Regions from separate parts of the Mus musculus genome. Here region 1 is linked to region 2. Evidence: chromatin contacts called from public HiChIP or PLAC-seq data. All regions are on one chromosome and are shown on one strand. Each heading gives the region's core, a stretch centred on a gene start, on an enhancer-like site or on the middle of the called end of the contact. The rest is flanking DNA. Distances are from core to core; before and after follow the strand shown.

Region 1 (3,029 bases), core at 105-2,604, 310 kb before region 2:
CAGCCATGACTCCCTCCTGTTTTCCTCCAAGCACAAGTGCTCTCAGAAGATACTAGAATATAGAGGATACAGAGGATTTACTGAAAGAGGGACTCCGTGTACTGCTTTTATGATGGGGTGAGATTTGGTGGTGACTAAGCTGCTCAGAATTTATGCATATTCCTGTAAGTGACCTCACCCATCCTCTGGGGAAAAAAAAGCCTCATAACCTCATTGGGTGGTGACATTGGCAGGGATTATCACTTGGATCTTTCCTTGCCGCTTTTTCTTTGTTTGCAGAGGCTTGCTGTCTCCTGCTCTTTCTTTCACATACACTTCTTCATGCATGAGCCAATACCAAGCACAGCATGTGACAGAATTAGAGAGACAACATTTCTTGCTTGCTCTCTTCCTCCTACCACTGTGCTGGGTTATGCGGTGTTGGAGGCAAACTGTTTGCTTATATGATATATTATAGGGTAAGAAGGAAGGGGTTTTTAGTGGTGCTCGGGCAGAGGCCATGGAGTGTAAGCAGCCTTCCCTGCTTAAGTGGGGTGCGCTCAGCTTCACTGATGCTGTGGTCCATTTTGGGACTCAGTTGTCCTGTGAGCACAGCTGTTCATTTGCTGTGGTATCATCTCAGGATGATTTCCAGCTTAGGCCTCTACCTCTGTCCAGCACCCACAGCCCCATACATCCCCAAACACATCAGACACTGCTTGGTAACTTCCATCCCAGTTGCCAGTTAGTTCTTGCCTCAGGAATCTCACTTTGTGGATGCAAGAGCCTACTGGGGGCTTGCTCACCAGAGCCAGTCTTTAGGTATTTGTAAATTGTTTGCCTGCTTATAGGAAGGAGGGCCATTGGCTCTGAGCCACTGCAAACCATACCTTCTATTTAGAAACAGAAAAAAGCCAGGTAGTGGAGGCAGAAGTATCAGCGGCTGTTGTGCACCCCTTTGATTGCTGTGTGTTGGAGCCAGCCTGGTCTACTGATCAAGTCCTAGGACAGCCAAAGCTACACAGAGAAACTTTGTATAAAAAAAAAAAAAAGGCAAAAAAAAACCCCAAAATAAACAAACAAAAAACATGAAGCTAAACAAAACAATACTAGGAAAGGGCTGAGCAACTTGACTTCTTCCCTTGCTTTCTAGTTGGCAAGCACAAGTCAACTGTGGCCTCTGGCCCTCGGCCCTCTCAGTTCTCCTGCACCATGGTTCCTCCCCAACTGCTATAAATCTGGCTTGATCAGGTCACAAACAAATCTTGCTACCTCTTAACCAATAAACATGATGGCCTGGAAAAGGTTAAGTACTGAAACCCCTCCCTCTTCAGGATGCCAGCTGGGAGGAGCTGAAGGAAATTAAAGTACTTCAGTCCACATCTGACAGAACTTGCCACTGTGCCTGCAACCTTGTCTGAGAGGAAGTAAGGACTGGTGTGAGGAGGGAGCTGCTAGGTGACAAAGGGAAGAGCCCTCAGGATAGGGCTGGGGTTGGGAGTGTGGGATTAGGAAGGAAGAGCTGGGTGGGTGGTGGGTGAGAGAAGTAGGCAGACATGTATTCCTCAGGGAAAGCTGTGTGGAGGGTTGGAGGGAGGGAAGATTGGATGCCTGAGCCCTGTGAGAGCCCAGGGATGTGATTGGGGTCTATTAACTGGCTCCAACTTCCAAGGTTTTATCTGTGCAGCCCTTCTCTGAGGATGGACACTTCTCACACTACAAAGTCCTGTGTGCTCATTCTTCTTGTGGCCCTACTGTGTGCAGAAAGAGGTGAGGTAGAAAATGAGAGAGGGGCAGGAGGGTACAATGGAGATGGAAAAGGGCCTCAGGGTTGTGGGTACACCTACACTTCCATTGTGTGCCCAGTACCCGAGATGTGCTGGGGTCATGGGATTGGGAATGGTCTTGTGGTGGGTGAAGCCTCCTGTACTGGGATGCTTTACTGGGTCTGTAAACCTGCCAGTGCCTGCCTTGCAACAAACAAAATATGCCAGAAGGACTCTTGGAACAAACTACCTATGCCACAAACCTTGGCCACCAGAGCAGCCTGTCCTTAGACTCTACCCTGCTGCCCTGGCCTCCCAGTCAGGACTCTGGCCCATGTGCGCTTAAACTGGCAGAGGCTTCTCTTCCTAACCTGGCAGCCAAGTCAAGTGGTTTGCAATCCTTGATTCTTGGTTGGCATTTGCCTTTTTCTTATGCCCCAGCCCATTTTGTATGAGAGCTGGGTGCTACTCTAAGAGGTCTCAGCTCTCAGATACCCCTAGACTTCTAGTTACATCTGTGTTGCAGGAAGCCTTATGGTGAGCCTCAGTTTGAGCTGCACCCTGGGAAGTTCAGTGCTCTGTCATGCTCCAATACACAGGGTCCACCTCTGCACGTGTAGGGTAGGACAGGTCAGAAGAGGCCTCCCCATCTGGTGGCAGCACTACCTACTTACACACCCACTCACTGCTTCGGCAGACATTTGATATCTATGTCTTCCCAATATGGTGACTTTCTCTCTAATATCTCTTGGGGTGCACGTGTCTCCTATGGAGCTGGCTAGCTAGGACAGCAGTACCGAGCATATTTGAACAATGGTGGCTCTTGGTTCACTTTTGTTTTGGTGGAGGTGACTGTGCAGTAATGTCCTTGCTTTGACCTAGTGGCCAGCAGCTGTGTGCAAATAAAGACATTGGAGAGGAATGTCTGGGCTAGGAATTGCATGTCCTAGCTCTCATGTATTTACTTCTCTCTCAGCTCAGGGACTGCAGTGCTACGAGTGCTATGGAGTGCCAATTGAGACTTCCTGCCCAGCAGTTACCTGCCGCGCCTCTGATGGATTCTGCATTGCTCAAAACATAGAATTGATTGAGGGTAAGTTCCCTGTGACCTATATAAAAAAGGCTGAGGAAGGCTTTGGAGAAAACGTCATGTCTGGGTACTTGTTATGGACCAGGGTTCCCCTACTCCAAATAGAGCTTTTTCTGGAGTTGTAGTGGGACTCCTGAAAAGTGGGGGCTTTTGGGGTTCATGGATGTGCTGGGATGTGGATCATCAAACAGGGC
Region 2 (3,183 bases), core at 488-2,987:
GGTGGAGAAATCGGGTTTGACCAAAGGACACACATGGGTGTGAATTGGGGCTGTCTAATCCAGTTAACCTCAGCCCATCCGTCCCCACAGCTGTGTGGTCACAGCCATTCGTGGTGAATGATTTGCAAAATCAGACAGGCTTGGGATGCCACCCGGCTTGCTAGGTGACCTTGTCTTAGTCAATTAACTTCTCAGAACCTAGTTTCTTTATCCACTCTAAAATTAATTAGTGCTCTGTCCCTCCAGAACTGTCACAAGGAAAAATACAGTTGGCAGGCTGAGCGTCTGACTCATGCCAGGCTAGGAAAGCCCTGGGAAGTACAGAGGTTGGTCCAGAGCCTAGGCAAATGAGGACCTTCCCATGCAGGGTGAAGCCAGACCCCAGTGGAGCTCCTGAGGGCAGTGGCAAGAGTGGACATACCTTGCTGGGGGCATAACAAGAACAAAGCCAGAGTAGGAGTAAGGTTGGGATGCTGGACAAAGAGACACCTGGGAAGCCCAGCAACAGTGTGGTCTTTACCACTAGCAGAGTCAGGCAGGTAGATATGCTCCCCACCCCTACATGTCTCAGCTGGGACAAGCTACTCTAGGAAGATACCTGTGGGAAATCAGGACGAGCCAGGTGCTGCCAGGTCATGGGGATCCCTGTCATAGCATTCTGTCTAGGGCAAGGACACTACACTCTACACATACACACACACACACACACACACACACACACACACACACACACACACACACACACACACAGAGAGAGAGAGAGACAGACAGACAGACAGACAGACAGACAGACAGGCAGACCTGATGCTATGGTGACCCCCACCCTTAAAATTATGTTTGTTGCTACTTCATAACTGTAATTTTGCTACTGTTATGAATCATAATGTAATTTTTTTTTAAAGATAGAGGATTGACAAAGGGATCAAGACCCACGGGTTTCGAATTGCTGTCCCTACCTCTTGACCTTCAGTGGAGAGAGGAAGGAGGAGGTGGAGGGGCCCAGGAAAGTCCTGCCTAAGATCAGCCTATGAGCCATTGGAGATCAAGGTGTGCAGACAAGCCGAGAGTGGATGGCCCTCCAGGAAACATGAAACAGTGTCCCCCAAAGCAACCCTGGGCCTCCCCAGCTCACCCATCCTCCAAAACACCTTCCTGTTGATCAAGCAAGTTCTGTCTTTGTTCCTTAGGCCTTTGAGTAAACTCTGGGCTGGTTGTCAGTGGCAATTTGGCACACCCCACCTTCCCCCTGACCACTTCAGAGGAGCTGGGAGGTGCAAGATCATCTTGGAAAGATTCCATCCAAGAGCTGCTGGGCCAAAGCTCTGGAGAAGGCCACAAGGTAAAAGCTCTTTACCACAGCTGGAAAAGTGCAGGAGAGCCCAGCTCCCATTGTCCCATTCTGTGCAGCCTGAAGACCCCTGACCTGTCCTGGAAGAAGGAATCTGGAAGATTTTCTTGGCTAGGAGTTGTAGGGTGGTGTGGAAGGGTCCCCAGTGGGAAAAGAAAGACGACCCATAACCTATGGGGAGGAGAGGGGCCTGGGAAGGGTGGAACAGCAGCTTTGAGGGGTGGAGCTCGAACAGTCTGAGAGGGCTGGGTAGGGTCCGAGGGAGCCCCAGGGAGCCCTGGGGAATGGGGTGTGGGTGAGGAAGCAGGGCAGGCCCTCCAGAAATCTGATCCTCCTCTAATCTGCTTAGCCAACCGGTCAGACCACCGCTGTAGGCATTTCCCCACCAGGCAGGCCTGAGTGAGGACCTCGACCATGCAGGGGACCTGGATGGTGCTGTTGGCACTGATATTGGGCACCTTCGGGGAGCTTGGTGAGCATGGGGGAGCACGGGAGCGGGCCCCAGGACTATTCTCAGAGAGAGTTTCTCATGGGGGAGTTTCAGAGAAGGAGAACGCTGAGCCGGGACCGGCCAGGCGGGCAGAAGCCGGCACCAAAGCCCTAGGTGCCAGCGGAGAGCCTCAGGATACTGGTGTGTTTGCTAGTGCAAGCCTTTCAGCAGGAGAAGAGGGGAGATCTCGGATGCTGGGGCAGATGGCCTGGGACTCTGGATATGATGGACATGTAATTGGGGAAAGGACATCCAGAAATATCCAGAGACAGGGTGAGACAAACAAGTGGCGACATGATGTTGACTGTCAGCCCGTTATGTGCTCAGTGATGAGGGCTCAAGCCAGGCTGTTCCATACAGTTCTTGGAGAGGTTGACTGAACCAGAGGCAGAGGCCCTACCAGGTCACTGTCTGTGTGGGGTTGGGGGAGGGATGACTTCCCTGTGTGTCTGAATTGATTGGAGACAAGCTAGGCTTCCTGGGGCTTCTGGGATTGGGTCTGGAATGCTAGCAAGACTGTACAGTGCCTTCCAGCCAGGCTCTACACCCGCAGCCCTCCCCTCAGGGAAGACACCTTTGCCAAGCTGGTACCTGTGAACTCCTCTGTGCAGCTCCCACCCAGTGTTCCAAGGACCTGCTTGTCTGACCCCCATGACAGGCAGCACTTCAGCAGAAGGGCATTTGGTGATGAGGAAGTGCAAGGGCGTCTGCCTTAACAATGTCTGCTCACACCGATCTGCGGTTGTGGTGTGCGCGTGAATGTACGTGTGTGTGCGCGCGCGTGCGCGTGTGCGTGTGCGCGTGTGCGTGCGTGTGCGTGTGCGCGTGTGCGTGTGCGTGTGCGTGTGTGTGTGTGTGTGTGTGTGTTTTGATGATTATTCCAAATCAGCTGTCCCCATCCTGGTCCCAGGCTGAGCCCACTATTCCAGGGGCACATTCTGTAAGACCCTGATTCAATGGTCATGTTGTCTCCCCTGAGCTTGGTTAGTGGGCATCTGGTCCCTGGTTAGTGTCCTTGTCTTCTGAGACTAAGCCTCCATGGCAGAGCAGGACATTGGGTGAAGACATTTTGGGCTTTTGAGACAGGAAGGCCTGTTCACTGCCCTCTCATCCCTCCTCTCCTAGCTATGGCCTTACAGTGCTACACCTGTGCGAATCCTGTGAGTGCATCCAACTGTGTCACCACCACCCACTGCCACATCAATGAAACCATGTGCAAGACTACGCTCTACTCCCTGGAGATTGGTCAGTAGGATCTGCGTGGGACAGAACTGGGATCCCCTTTTCTGACCACGGATCCCTGACCATCTGGGTCCCCACACAGCCTGCACCATCATCCCACCAT

Evidence for each region. HiChIP or PLAC-seq counts read pairs in DNA pulled down with a chosen protein or histone mark.
Region 1: a FOXA1 HiChIP or PLAC-seq map of pancreatic cancer cells shows a contact between it and region 2. The contact joins the promoter of Ly6c1 here to the promoter of Lypd2 in region 2. A contact is called at or near these places in 8 of 39 promoter capture datasets (the 3T3-L1 cell line, 3T3-L1-derived adipocytes, the C10 cell line and 5 more), 2 of 15 datasets of contacts at CTCF or cohesin (the NIH/3T3 cell line and large pre-B cells), 5 of 115 datasets of contacts at active chromatin or transcription factors (kidney, large pre-B cells, microglia and 2 more) and 2 of 9 other capture datasets (adipose tissue and liver).

Annotation. Positions count from the first base shown.
Region 1 is chr15:75,047,162-75,050,190 of GRCm38.p6, reverse strand. Ly6c1 (lymphocyte antigen 6 complex, locus C1) reads left to right here and starts at 1,354. Exons shown (of 4, transcript NM_010741.3): 1 at 1,354-1,406; 2 at 1,667-1,749; 3 at 2,722-2,838. The coding sequence starts at 1,680.
Region 2 is chr15:74,732,867-74,736,049 of GRCm38.p6, reverse strand. Lypd2 (Ly6/Plaur domain containing 2) reads left to right here and starts at 1,737. Exons shown (of 3, transcript NM_026671.1): 1 at 1,737-1,820; 2 at 2,964-3,083. The coding sequence starts at 1,763. It overlaps Gm33124 (a long non-coding RNA gene), which reads right to left and starts at 1,169. Exons shown (of 3, transcript XR_384182.2): 1 at 1,133-1,169.